Linked DNA regions of Mus musculus: region 2 is linked to region 1. Evidence: chromatin contacts called from public ChIA-PET data. All regions are on one chromosome and are shown on one strand. The core of a region is the stretch at or near the end of the contact, and the rest is flanking DNA. Distances in the headings are between cores, read along the strand shown.

Region 1 (6,574 bases), core at 64-2,563:
GAACCAACCTGTGGGTGGGGAAACATTCCACAGGACTGACTGTTACCTTCGGACAAGGGAAGTCCTTGTCACCTCATTCCCTAAAGACCAATCATTTTAAAGGGTGCAGTGTTCTGCCAATCATATTGTGCCTAGTTGTTGATGCTCTGTTTGTCCCCTGGAAACCATACAAAAAAAAACTTGCTGAACTGGTGCTGGTGTTCGCAGCCTCTCCTTCAGGGCTGAGATGACCTCAGTGCACTGGAACAATAAATTCCTCTTGCTTTTTGCATTGTTTCTGGCTCCACATAGTTCACTTAGGGTGTCCCTGGTAAGCTAAGGTTCCCTGGATTCTTACAACATCTCTGGTGTGCATGATCCCACCTTGACCCAGACTTTTATCTCCTGTCAGGACCACCAAACATGTATTGGAGGGATTGGCAGATCCCTTTGTCCCTCTTCTCAATGTGACCACACTGAAAAATCTCCGTGTTTTGCTTTCCACTTTTAATTTGGCTCTTTTAATTGATCTATTGAAGAAGGATGACCAGACCTGATTTGTCAAAAGTTGTGACTTCTAAGTATGAAATCATCAAATACAAATAAGTAAAAGATCCTAAAAAGAGATAGTTCCCAAGAGGCAACCTCATCAGGAATATTAATATTCAGCTAAATCCTTCTGTAGAAGATGGAATATGCTATACTCAGGCCTTTATGATAAGAGACATTCTCAAATATTGGGACTCCAGTCCTTACCCTGACATTATGAATGATCTACTACTGAGAGGTTGGTCACCTGTCTATCACAGGAAATTTATTACCACAATTCACTTGATATTTTTTAACCCCAAACAAAGAATATCCCAAATAGAAACTGAATCCTATAACAGAACTTTTACTGGTTGTTTTAACCTACAGCCTAATATTTCCATCAATATATTTAAAATATACTTTGATTTATACTTTTTTGTTTGTTTGTTTTTTAGGTTTTGGAGACAGGACTTTTCTGTACATCTTTGGCTATTCTGGAGCTCCACTTGTAGACCAGGCTAGCCTTGAAATCAGATGTTTCCCTGTCTTCCTACCTAATGAATGTTGGGATTAAATGCATGCACAACCACTGTCCTGCTTATTATGTTCCTAATAGAAAAATAAACCTGGGGACATGAAATGTGGGTTATCTCATTGTCCCTATAAGAGAGGATATTTTGGGGTCAGCTTTTGACACCTAAACATGGAGCCAAAACACAATAAACTTGAACAACAGAATGGAATTAACTGGTAAGTCCACCAGTGAAGGAACCAGGAAACTTCATGGGATGATGGGAATTGTAGTTCTTGGGAAATGACAACACCTCAGGGGAAAGTACATTGGCCTGTATGTTTGTTCTTTTTAGCTCATGCAACACATGGCTGGTGGTCATTCTCAGGTGGGAAAGTCTGGAAAACTTTTCTGAACAAAGTCTGTCTTTTACTCAGTATTGACTATTTAATAAGGTTTTCTTTGTATTTGGCCCAAAATATTGGAGTTGATTTTTCTGACAAGTCAGAGAATTAGTTGTTATCTTTTGTTAGAGCTCCCGTTTTTCCAAATGTTTATAAGGTAGTATTCATCACACATGTAATGCTACCTGGAATACCTGATGGTAATTATCACCAAATACTCCCTGCATTTTAGAGAAAGGAAGAAAAAAAGAAAGAGACAGACAGAGGCAGAAAGAGAGAGAGAGAGAGAGAGAGAGAGAGAGAGAGAGAGAGGAATGAAGGAAGAGAAAAAGAAAGAGAGAAAGGCAGGCAAAGAAAGAAAGAGAAAGGAGAGAAAGAAAGAAAGAAAGAAAGAAAGAAAGAAAGAAAGAAAGAAAGAAAGAAAGAAAGAGGAAGGAAGGAAGGAAGGAAGGAAGGAAGGAAGGAAGAATTGCCTGTCTATGCTAGCTATAATGTGAGCACTAAGTGGGGCAGGGGAAAGATAGGGGAGGGAGGATAGCCCCTGTGCATCCAGAGTTCCTCCTGTGCTGTGGGCAGGCAGATGAGGGAGGGCTGCCAGACACTTCCCACTCAGCCGCAGGTGGGAACCTAAGCCACTGACCCCACTTGACGGGGGGTTGGACAAGGGGCAGCTCCCAACCTGGGGCCCTGGGTTGACACCCTGTAGTCCCGGGGTTATGGAAGAGAGGGCAGAAGGAGAGAGGTTCCCATGAAGGCAAGAGTCCTTAGTTAGGGCCTTGACTGGAGCACAGGAAGGCCTTCCATCAAGAGATTAGAAATGGCTCATTAGAGGAAAGCCTATCCAATCATCCAAGCACAGTGGGCTTTGATGAACAGAGACAGTCTATGGTTTTAGAGCTTTATTGTAGAAAGACTGGGGGAGAAGAGAAAAGCTAAAAGAGAGAGACAAGCCATGGCCAAAAGGAGAAAGGGGAAAAGGAGAGAGAGAAGAAATGTTAGAAAGTAAGAAAGAGAGAGTAAGAGGGAGGAAATGTAAGAGAGTAAGAGGATGAGGAGAGGAGGGGAGGGGAAGGGAGGGGAAGGGAGGGGTAGGGCAGAGGAGAGGAGGGGTAGGGCAGGGGAGGGGAGGGGAGGAGAGGAGAGGAGAGGAGAGGAGAGGAGAGGAGAGGAGAGGAGAGGAGAGGAGAGTAAGAAAGCCAGGTGGGGCCAAGCAACACCTCTTATGGTGTGCTGTTATCTTTACTGTTGCTAGGTAACTGGGGAGGAGTTTAGCTTGAAGGTCAGAAGCTTGGGACATTGTCTACATGACTACTAGCAATGCATCTCCTGTGGGGCTGTGGAGGGTGGGTAACTTTGACAGGAGCCAGAGTTCCAGGAGACATGAGGGAACTCCTACCATCCCATATAGGTGAATTATTACCACCGGGACCCAGGGTTCCACAACTCAGCTCGACTAGAGACCAGCCTGTCTTTGAATAGCCCAATGTCCCACACTATGGAATGTTTGTTGGGTCATTTCTTAGTTGTCCCAACCTGCATGAGTAAACAACAAGTGTCTTGAGAGAGGGAGTGAGAACGGATGGAACAAGAGACACAAAGGAAGGAGACAAAACAGAGATCTGTTTAAGCCTCATTTATTTCCAAAAAAACACTCAACTTATAAAGCTGCAAACCACAATTACAAAGTGGAATCAATTGCTAAAGTACATGACTGGGTAAATAGAAAGTGCTAAACAACCAGTTGAGTAAAAGGAAAGTTCTAACCACAAGATGTCTTAAGGAAGGTTCTAACCACAAGGTCTTAAGGCTGGAAGATTCCAACTACAAGATGTGTTAACTATTCTCAGGGAACAGAAAAACAAATCTCTTAAGGGAGAAGTTAGAAATGGTAATTGTAAAGTAAGTAATGGCCCAGGGACAAGATGGAGATTTAGATGCCAAAGGCTTTTTGGCCCCAACAGAACCCCCTTTATTAGTTTATAGAAACAAGGCATATGTGAGATGGCAATGTCTAAATCAGCCAGATCCTTGAGATTCCAACTGGCCTGTGCCTGCCTTAGGTTGTAAGAACAGCCATGCAAGAATGGTCTTACCCATAATATAAGAGATCCCACCACCTTTCAGGGTCCCCCTGTCTTAGGTTGTCATTTATATAAGGATGGCATCCTCTCTCCATTGCTTGTCACTAGCTGCCAGTCCATTATACTGGAGAAGGTGCAGCCAAGCTGGAAGTGGCCAACTTAAGTGTCATTAGGCAAGATGTCAACATAACCATCTTTCATATCTGCAATCTCTAGCTAGTGGTAGTGAATTTGTAAGGGTTGAGCTTTATTTGCATCTATATGTTCCTTAATAAAGGCCATAAATTTATTAAAGAGAACAGGTCTAGCGATAGTAAAATTAATAAGCCAAGCACTGGGCCAAGAAAGGGGAGAAGGTAGGGCAGAATTCCATCCCAGGCACTCCACATGGGTTGTTGAAGAGTTCTTGATGCCTCTTCTCTAATTCTTGTTGATGCTTTTGAATTCTGTTGTACACAATCCCAGACATATTGGCACAGAAACAGCATTTTTCACGTAAGTCTAAGCAAATGTCTTCCTTATCTGCAGTAAGTAAATCTAAGACACATGTATTTTGGCAATTTCTTGTGACCACATGTTATCACCCAGTAATTTAAAACCCAAATAAGTATAAGGGTCGTGGAGTTGAATTTTATCAGGAGCTATTTGTAATCCACTATTTAAAAGGGCCTTCTGAAGCTCTTTATAGCAAGAGAGAACTTCTGTATCTGAATTTCCTGCCAAAAATATATCATCCATATAAAGAATCATATACATGTCAAGCCAAGAAAGCCTAACTTCTTTTATGGCAGAAGCAACAAAGGACTGACAAAGAGTAGGGCTATTGGCCATCGCCTGGGAAAGCACCCACGATTGAAAGTGTTGCATTGGCTCACAAAAACTAAATGAGAGGAGGCTAAAGGCAAAGTGGTTTTGATCATCAGGATGTAAAGGAATTGTAAAGAAACAAACTTTTAAATCAATTACAATCTTATAATATCCTTAAAGTATGGCTGAAGGTGAGGGAAGTCTAGGCTGTAGGGCCCCCCCCATCATCATCATGGATTTATTAACTTCTCAGAGATCAATACTCAAATATAGGAGTATTCCATGGAGAACTGCTGGATATTAGATGGCTTGCCTCAAGCTTCTGTACCAGCTGTTGGGCAGCATCAAGGTTTTCTTAAGGAAAGACAATTGAGAGACGCAGATTGGATCATCTGACAACCAAGTGATCTTATAAGCATTGGCCACAGGAGAGTCAAAAGCCCCTAGGAAAAATGTTCAAGACCTAGGCATTCATTTTTTGTTTCAGTGATACAATTTTTATTTTTTCCTAAGCCCTTACCAGGCACATCTTCTTCTTCTTTTTTTTTTTTCCATCTGGAGAGTAACTATATTATTAGGGCTGCACATTATCATTCCCAACTGAGAAAGAAGAACTTGACCCAAAAGATTTACAGGGAAGCCAGGTATAATATATGGTTGGATAATCCCAGAGTGTCCCTTGTCATCTTTCCAAACGAGCAGAACCGTGTTTCTCATGGGATTGGGGCTTTGGCTCAGGTCTTGAAGGTGAGTTAGGGTGGCCTCAATTGGCCAAATTGTTGGCCATTCAGCCGCTCTAATTATTGTAACATCAGCTCCTGTGTCTACAAGGCCAGAGAATGTTTTTCCATTTAATGTTAAAATTAAAGTGGGCTTATCTTTGGATATGGCCTGAATCCAAGAGGTGTCAGAAGAACCAGGGTCATCTTTGGGTTTCACTCTTTTTAGGGACTTATATGAATCTGATTGAAAGGGTAAAAGAAGCAATTGGGCAAGACTTTGACCAGTGTCAATAATAAACAGGGCATCTTGGAAAAAGATGCAAGAATAAGAATCTCTCCTTGAAAGTCATTATCAATAACTCCTGGAAAAACACGTAAGCCTTTCAAAAATGAGTTGCACTGGCCCAAAATAATGCTAAACATACCCAGGGGCAGTGGACCATAAATCCAAGTATTAATGATGTGAACCCCCATTTCTGGAGTCAAGGTTACACAGGAGGAGGCACAGAGGCCTAATCCTGGGCTGCCAGGTGTGGCTCAGTAGAGTTATGAAATGAATTGTGGCTTGCTGGGACAAAGCTCACTGCCCCAAATGGATTGTCCTTTTTTGGGGCCTGGGGTTGGCCCTGCCACCCATTTCCTAACACCTTAATAGGCAAGAGTGTCTGTTCCTGGTGGTCTGTCTTAGATTGACACTCATTAGCCCAGTGGTGGTCCTGCCTGCAATGAGGGCACAGGCTAGGAACAGGAGGGTGAGAAGACGCAACACTATCTTGTTTTTTTGGGACAGTTGCTTTTGAGGTGGCCAACCTGTCCACAGAGAAGCATCTGCACCAATCATGGCAACATTTATTTCACCGAAGGGAAGATTTGGCAAGAGTACACCAGTCTTGGGGTGTAAGCCATCTTTCAGCAACAACCTTGACAATAGCCAAAGTATATTGAGCTGTGGCCCCATATTGAGAAACTGCTGTTTTTAATTCCTTAAGCATGGTCATCTCAAGAGCAACATGATGGCAGACAGGACCTACCTCTGCATCTCCAGGGGTCTCAATAATTGGGAACATAGGGTGTGATAGAGGTGCCTGTGGGGAAGTGATGGCCAGGAATAGTGAGCTGAGCTGTTGGAGTTGCTTAAGAAACTCCTGATGCTTGCTTTCAAGATGAATTTGGTCTCTAAGGTTTTGGTTCCCCTTTTGAAGGGAAACTGAATCTTGTGATGGCAGTGGGGCTGACAAAATAGGGGCATAAGGTAGTAGTGGTCTTTGGAAAGGAGGCCAATCAGGATTGTGATATTGAATGGTTGTCTTGTCCAAATCTTCCCAATCAGTGTCACTGAGATCATTTGCCTGAGCCATCTTCTTCTTATATTTCTCTAAAAGTGGATAAATTCTTTTAATTTTAGAATGAGCGCCCACAGATTTTTTTCTCTTGAGTTTTATGGTCCTTAGATTTTTGTTTAGGAGAATAGAGTCAGTGTTTGAAATCTTTTCCAAAGTCAGCTTTTGAATTCTTTGTCTAAGGTTTTGCAACTCTGAC
Region 2 (6,457 bases), core at 296-2,795, 190 kb after region 1:
AAAAAAAAGAAAGAAAATAAATGGAGAAGAGTAGGTAGAGAATTAAATGAAATTTTGGCAAAGCAGGGCCCACCCGATGCTGTCCCTGGGAATGTATTTACTTGTTGGAGTCTAATCCATGATTTGATAGAAAATGCAGTTGATGATCCAGAGAAACAGCAGCTTTTGTCAGTGGCAGAATATTGCCTCTGTCCCTTGTCTCAGGAAGCTTCAGAGGGCTCCCTCCCTACTAAAAAGCCTCCAAATACTGCAGACAGGCCTGAAGTCCCACAGGCTGCTCTTTAACTGCATGTCAGGGTAAGCACTTTGCCTGCCAATCCGCCACTGATCAATCCAGTCTTTAAAAAAAATCTTTGGCTGAAGGCCCTTTAATTTCTGGAGACTCAGACACTTTAGAGGAAGAGGTAGTCTGCCCCATAAACCCAAGCGACTGCTGTGAGCTTCAGTCCCTCCTTGCAACCCTCTGCTCTATTTGCCACTGATCTGTGCTCCTATGCTGTGGCCCCAGGCTCTGCAGGTTCCTACTCTCATTGATACTAAAGACAACCTAGAGTCTCAGGTAGCAGGATTACAAGAAGATCTAGAGCTCCAGCAGCAGTATGCCCGCCTTTCTACAGAGCTTGCCTCACTCCAAAATTCTTTAAAAGAAGATAGAGTTTTAAAGTTTTATAATACCTTGTCTTTGAGAATTAAAAAATTTTTGACAAAACCACTTAAATACTGGACTGTTATAGTCGGTTTTAATATAACATGGACAGTGACTAATTACACTTTCAATTGTTTCTCTTGAAGAGAGATTGTAACTAGAATGTTTGAAAGGTTATTATAGTCACATGTGTATAATTTATATATTTATTAATCAGAAATAAGAGAAAGTCTTTAAGTTGTCTCTGTAAATAACTATCTTCTAGGGAAAACCAGTTTGATCAGTAAGTCTAAAACCCAAATAATTATAAGGATCCTCCTCCAGCCGCAGCTTCTTCAGGCAGCGTAAAAAAAAAAAAAAAAAAAAAAGCTCCGCGAGCCGTAAAAACCAAAACATTGGCTTTCCCAGTAATCACTCGCTCCAGGAGAGCTGCTAGCTGTGACCTGCCCACTTCTACAGGGGAGGAACAGCCCCCCAGTCACCCATGCCGAATCTGCTTCTGCAGAAATTGGGCCTTTAGAAGCGCCCCAGGCAGATCTCTCTGAGGACACTAACAGCGAGGGCAGGGAAGATTTTGAGAGTGATAACAAAGTATAACTTGAGCCAGAAGAGCAAGTATCTGTCCCTATCCAACAGAGTTCCACAGACTACGTTTCAAGGACTTAAAAGAGCTTAACTCTGCGGTTAGAACTTATGGCCCGTCTGCCCCTTACTCACTTTCGCTCCTAGAGGCTCTCCCAGGAGGTGGATATATGCTCCCTAGTGAGTGGATCAAAGTGATCCAAACTGTGTTGACTCTCTCAGGCAATTTCTCTCATGGAAAGCAGATTTCCTAGATTAGTGCCAGACCATTGCAATGGCTAATCAGAAAAACCCTCGAGTGCCATCTACTGGCTGGACCTTTGAAAAGCTTTCTGGTCAGGGAAAATATGCGGCAGAGGCCAGGCAGAAACATTTCCCAGTGGGTCTTTTGGCTCTGGGAGCTTGGCGCGCTATTCCTATGAAAGAATCCGTTATTACTCCCTTTAACTAAAATTATTCAAGGAGCCCAGGAGGACTATAGTGAATTTGTGAGTCATTTGCTTGAGACGGCAGAGAGGACCTTGGGTCATGAGGATGCAGACAATAAACTTGTAAAACAACTGGCTTTTGAGAATGCTAATTCGGCATGTAAGGCAGTCTTGCACTGTAAGATTAGGGACAAGGATCTTAATGAGATGATTCATCTTTGTTGTGATGTTGATATGTTCACTCACAAGATGTCCCAGGCAGTCAATCTTGCAATTGGTGCGGCTCTTCAGCCTGTTATGGCAATAGGCGTGGCTCTTCAGCAAGCCGGCCCCCCAGAAAAGTTGTTTTAAGTGTGGCCAGCCTGGACACTTCACACGACAGTGTCCCACTGTGCCTTTCCTTAATGGTGCTCCAGCGCAAACTACTGACCATTCTTTTTGGCCTACACGGCCCAAGTTTCTTTGTCCACGCTGCAAAAAACGGCAAACATTGGGTAAACACCTGCCAAGCTCACACAGATGCTTCTGGGAATCCCCTGCCTCCTGTTCAGGGAAATGGATATGGGGGACAGCCCCGAGTCCCCAAAACCATCCCCTTTCTTCCGACCACGGGGTACAGCCAGCCACAAATCAGCCACTGGTCTCTCCAGAGCCACTACAGGTAGGGCATGATTGGACTTGTGTTCTGCCGCCTACACAGTTTTAACACCCAAGGATGACGTTTACGTCCTCCCTGAGGGGGTCTATGGGCCAATACTTATTTTCTAATATTAGGGTGTGCTTCTGCCAGTTTAAAAGGACTTACTGTCCATCCCTCATTAGTAGATAATGACTACACTGGAGAAATTAAAATTTTAGTTAGTGCCTCTCAAGAACCAATATCTATATTCAAAGGGCAACGTTTAGCACAAGCCTTGCCTCTACCCTTAGACACTTCCTATCCAGCAAAGGGCACATGTCATGGCTCCTCGCAGCCAGGGTCATCAGACCTTTATTGGGTTCAAGCAATTACCAAAGACCACCCGACACTCTGCCTTAAGATAAACGGCAAGAGCTTTGAGGGCCTTTTAGACCCAGGTGCAGATTCCACTATGATTTCACAAAGTGCCTGGACTGGTGCCTGGCCGGTAAAGGCCTCTTTTACTCATTTACAGGGAATTGGACAATCTAAAAATACCTATGGTCACTTGATCTTTGACAAGTGGAAAAAAGACAGCATTTTCAACAAACGGTGCTGGCACAACTGGTGATAATCATGTAGAAAAATGTGAATTAATCCATTCTTATCACCTTGTACAAAGCTCAAGTCTAAGTGGATCAAAGAACTCCACATAAAACCAGAGACAATGAAACTTATAGAAGAGAAAGTGGGGGAAACCCTTGAAGATATGGGCACAGGGAAAAATTTCCTGAACAAAACAGCAATGGCTTGAGCTGTAAGATCAAGAATCAACAGATGGGACCTCATAAAATTGCAAAGCTTCTGTAGGGCAAAAGATACTGTCAATAAGATAAAAAGGCCACCAACAGATTGGGAAAGAATTTTTACCAATCCTAAATCTGATAGGGGACTAATATTCAATATATACAAAGACCTCAAGAAGCTGGACTCCAGAAATTCAAATAACCCCATTAAAAATGGGGTGCAGAGCTAAACAAAGAATTCTCAACTGAGAAATACCAGAGGGCTGAGAAGCACTTGAAAAAATGTTCAACATTCTTAATCATCAGGGAAATGCAAATCAAAACAACCCTGAGATTCCATTCACACCAGTCAGAATGGCTAGGATCAAAAATTCAGGTGACATCAGATGCTGGCGAGGATGTGGAGAAAGAGGAACACTCCTCCATTGTTGGTGGGATTGCAAGCTTGTACAACCACTCTGGAAATCAGTCTGGCGGTTCCTCAGAAAACTGGACATAGTACTACTACTAGATCCAGCAATACGTCTCCTGGGCATATACCCAGAAGATGTTCCAACTGGTAATAAGGACACATGCTCCACTATGTTCATAGCAGCCTTATTTATAATATCCAGAAGCTGGAAAGAACCCTAATGTCCCTCAACAGAAGAACAGATACAGAAAAGGTGGTACATTTACACAATGCAGTACTACTCAGCTATTAAAAACAATGAATTTATGAAATTCTTGGACAAATGGATGTATCTGGAGGATATCATCCTTAGTGAGGTAACCCAATCACAAAAGAAGTCATTAGATATGCACTCACTGATAAGTGGATATTAGCCCAGAAACATAGAACACCCAAGATACAACGTCCAAAACACAAGAAAATCAAGAAGGAAGACCAATGCGTGGGTATTTCATTCCTCCCATGTATTTTATAGAATATGGCATAAAATATCCATGGAAGGAGTTGCAGAGACAAAGTTTGGAGCTAAGACGTAAGGATGGACCGTCCAGAGACTGCCCCACCCGGGCATCCATCACATAATCAGCTTCCAAACGCAGACACTATTGCATATGCCAGCAAGATTTTGCTGAAGGGACCCTGATATAGCTGTCTCCTGTGAGGCTTTGCCAGTGCCGGCAAATACAGAAGTGGATGCTCACAGTCATCTATAGGATGGAACACAGGGCCCCCAATATAGGAGCTAGAGAAAGTACCCAAGAGCTGAAGGGGTCCACAACCCTATAGGTGGAACAAGAATATGAACTAATCAGTACCCCCAGAGCTCGTGTCTCTAGCTGCATATGTAGCAGAAGATGGCCTAGTCGTCCATCATTGGGAAGAGAGGCCCCTTGGTCTAGCAAACTTTATATGCCCCAGTATAGGGGAACACCAGGGCCAAGAAGTGGGAGTGGGTGGGTAGGGGAGTAGGGGGGGTATAAGGGACTTTAGGGAAAGCATTTGAAATGTAAATGAAGAAAACATTTAATAAAAATGACGGGAAAAAAGAAAAAGAAAGAAAGAGAGAAAGAGGAAGGAAGGAAGGAAGGAAGGAAGGAAGGAAGGAAGGAAGGAAGGAAGGAAGGAAGGAAGGAAGGAGGAAGGGGGAGAAAGAAGCTTAGTGATTTCAAAGCCTGGTTGCCTTACAGAGTGTGTCTCAGTACAGCCAGGGCTACATAGTCAGACTCCATTTCAGTCAGTAGAATAAGGCAGGCAGGCAATAATTAAATGATTAAAAGATACTATGTGAAGTAATATGGAAAGTTTGGATCAACACATAAATTCCTTATCATACTTACCATCAAAGTTATTGATCCTCATGAACACAGAGACTCACATCCACGTAAATGAAATACACATTTCAAAAACCCATGAAGGAGAAATAGATTTGGGTGTAGTTTCATATAAATTAATAACGGAAATTGAGAGGCATAGGCAGAAGATCCTCATGAGTTCAAGGATAGTCTAGTCTACATTGTTTATAAAAGGCTACCATATTTTTTTCAAAAATCACAGAAATGACAAATGTGGCAGTATATTCTTTGACCTAACTTTGTACTATTCCTTAAATAATATAGTGTCCCAGTAAACTGGGTGATTTGATCAAGATACAGTGATCTTTTATAAGCACAGAGACTGACAGAAGATCCAGACAGCAAAATTCTGATATTTTGTTGTAAACTAATCCCAAATTCATTGACTTATAAACTTTTTCCACATATTAAAAAATCAGTAAATAAATATAATAATAAATTACAGTTCCAAAGACTAAACTTAATGAGTGTTGGTATTGTAGAAACTTAATCTTATCCAATTAAAATGCCAATTCTAGTTCCAGCCATTTATGAGAAGATGTTAAAATATGGATTTTATAGAAACACTAGCATTTAAATTATAAACATTTTCCACTAAACATAAAGGTTATATGGTCTGTGTCTTCCTTCTTTGTAAATCTGTGCAGGTATAAGTTTAAGAACTACCAGTTTGTTTTGGCCCTGGTATTTGCCATTGAGGAGATCAACAAAAACCCTCATCTTCTACCCAACACAACTCTGGGGTTTGTTCTCTATAATGTTGTATTTACTGAAAAAAAGTATTCTTTTTGGTGCCTTGGTTTGGCTAACAAGGAAGAAAACACCCCTACCTAACTATGACTGTGGACAGAAGAGAAAGTCACCTGCTGCACTTACAGGAACATTATGGGCAACATCTGCTCACATTGCAACCCTGCTAAAACTCTACAAAATACCTCAGGTGAGGGCTAGGTGTGAGAACTAGGAAAGAAGTATGTATTGTTGCCATGATAGTATCTGATAGTGTAAGACAGAGTAATTCAGATTAATCAGCTATCAGAGAATGTATGAAGGTTCTTGATGATAGATCCACATTACCATTACATGAAATGGAAAGGAAAGAGCTGGATGAAACCAGTTAGGTTATTTAAACTGAAGAACTGTCAGTAATATTTGTGAAAAACTCTGTAATGTTTTCCATATGAAATATGAGAAACCCATCTCTATCCTAATTGTTTACAGATATTAACTAATTGTGTTCTTTCTCTGGTTTCCAATTTTGGTTGTTGTTGTTGTTGTTGTTGTTGTTGTTGTTGTTGTTGTTGTTGTTTTATTTGCAGCTCACTTTTGGACCTTATGATTCTACCTTGAATGATCCAGGACAGTTTAATTCTCTCTATCAGATGGCCCCCAAGGACACATCTCTCTCACTTGCTATAGTCTCTTTAATGCTTCATTTCAGCTGGTCATGGGTTGGTCTGATCCTCCCAGATGACCACAGAGGGACTCAGATTTTGTCAGAATTCACAGAAGATATGGAAAGTAATAACATCTGCATAGCGTTTTTAAAATTGATCCCTGGAACCATGAATTC

The links. ChIA-PET counts read pairs in DNA pulled down with a chosen protein or histone mark.
Region 2: a contact with region 1 is called in an SMC1A ChIA-PET map of the G1E-ER4 cell line, with 11 read pairs. The contact joins two enhancer-like sites. A contact is called at or near these places in 4 of 15 datasets of contacts at CTCF or cohesin (the G1E-ER4 cell line, embryonic stem cells, large pre-B cells and 1 more), 2 of 484 Hi-C or Micro-C datasets (the C2C12 cell line and the G1E-ER4 cell line), 12 of 115 datasets of contacts at active chromatin or transcription factors (the 230-238 cell line, embryonic stem cells, large pre-B cells and 2 more) and 1 of 9 other capture datasets (embryonic stem cells).

What each region holds. Positions count from the first base shown.
Region 1 is chr13:33,570,983-33,577,556 of GRCm38.p6, forward strand. No RefSeq gene overlaps it. Among named protein-coding and RNA genes, the nearest start is that of Gm6093, 5.0 kb to the left of the region's middle. Within about 2 kb of position 1,314, at least 3 of the 459 cell types and tissues checked have an H3K27ac peak or open chromatin away from gene starts, as enhancers often do. A contact at or near this core is called in the G1E-ER4 cell line, where this site is marked.
Region 2 is chr13:33,761,451-33,767,907 of GRCm38.p6, forward strand. It overlaps the pseudogene Vmn2r-ps94. Among named protein-coding and RNA genes, the nearest start is that of Serpinb6e, 79 kb to the right of the region's middle. Within about 2 kb of position 1,546, at least 67 of the 459 cell types and tissues checked have an H3K27ac peak or open chromatin away from gene starts, as enhancers often do. A contact at or near this core is called in the G1E-ER4 cell line, where this site is marked.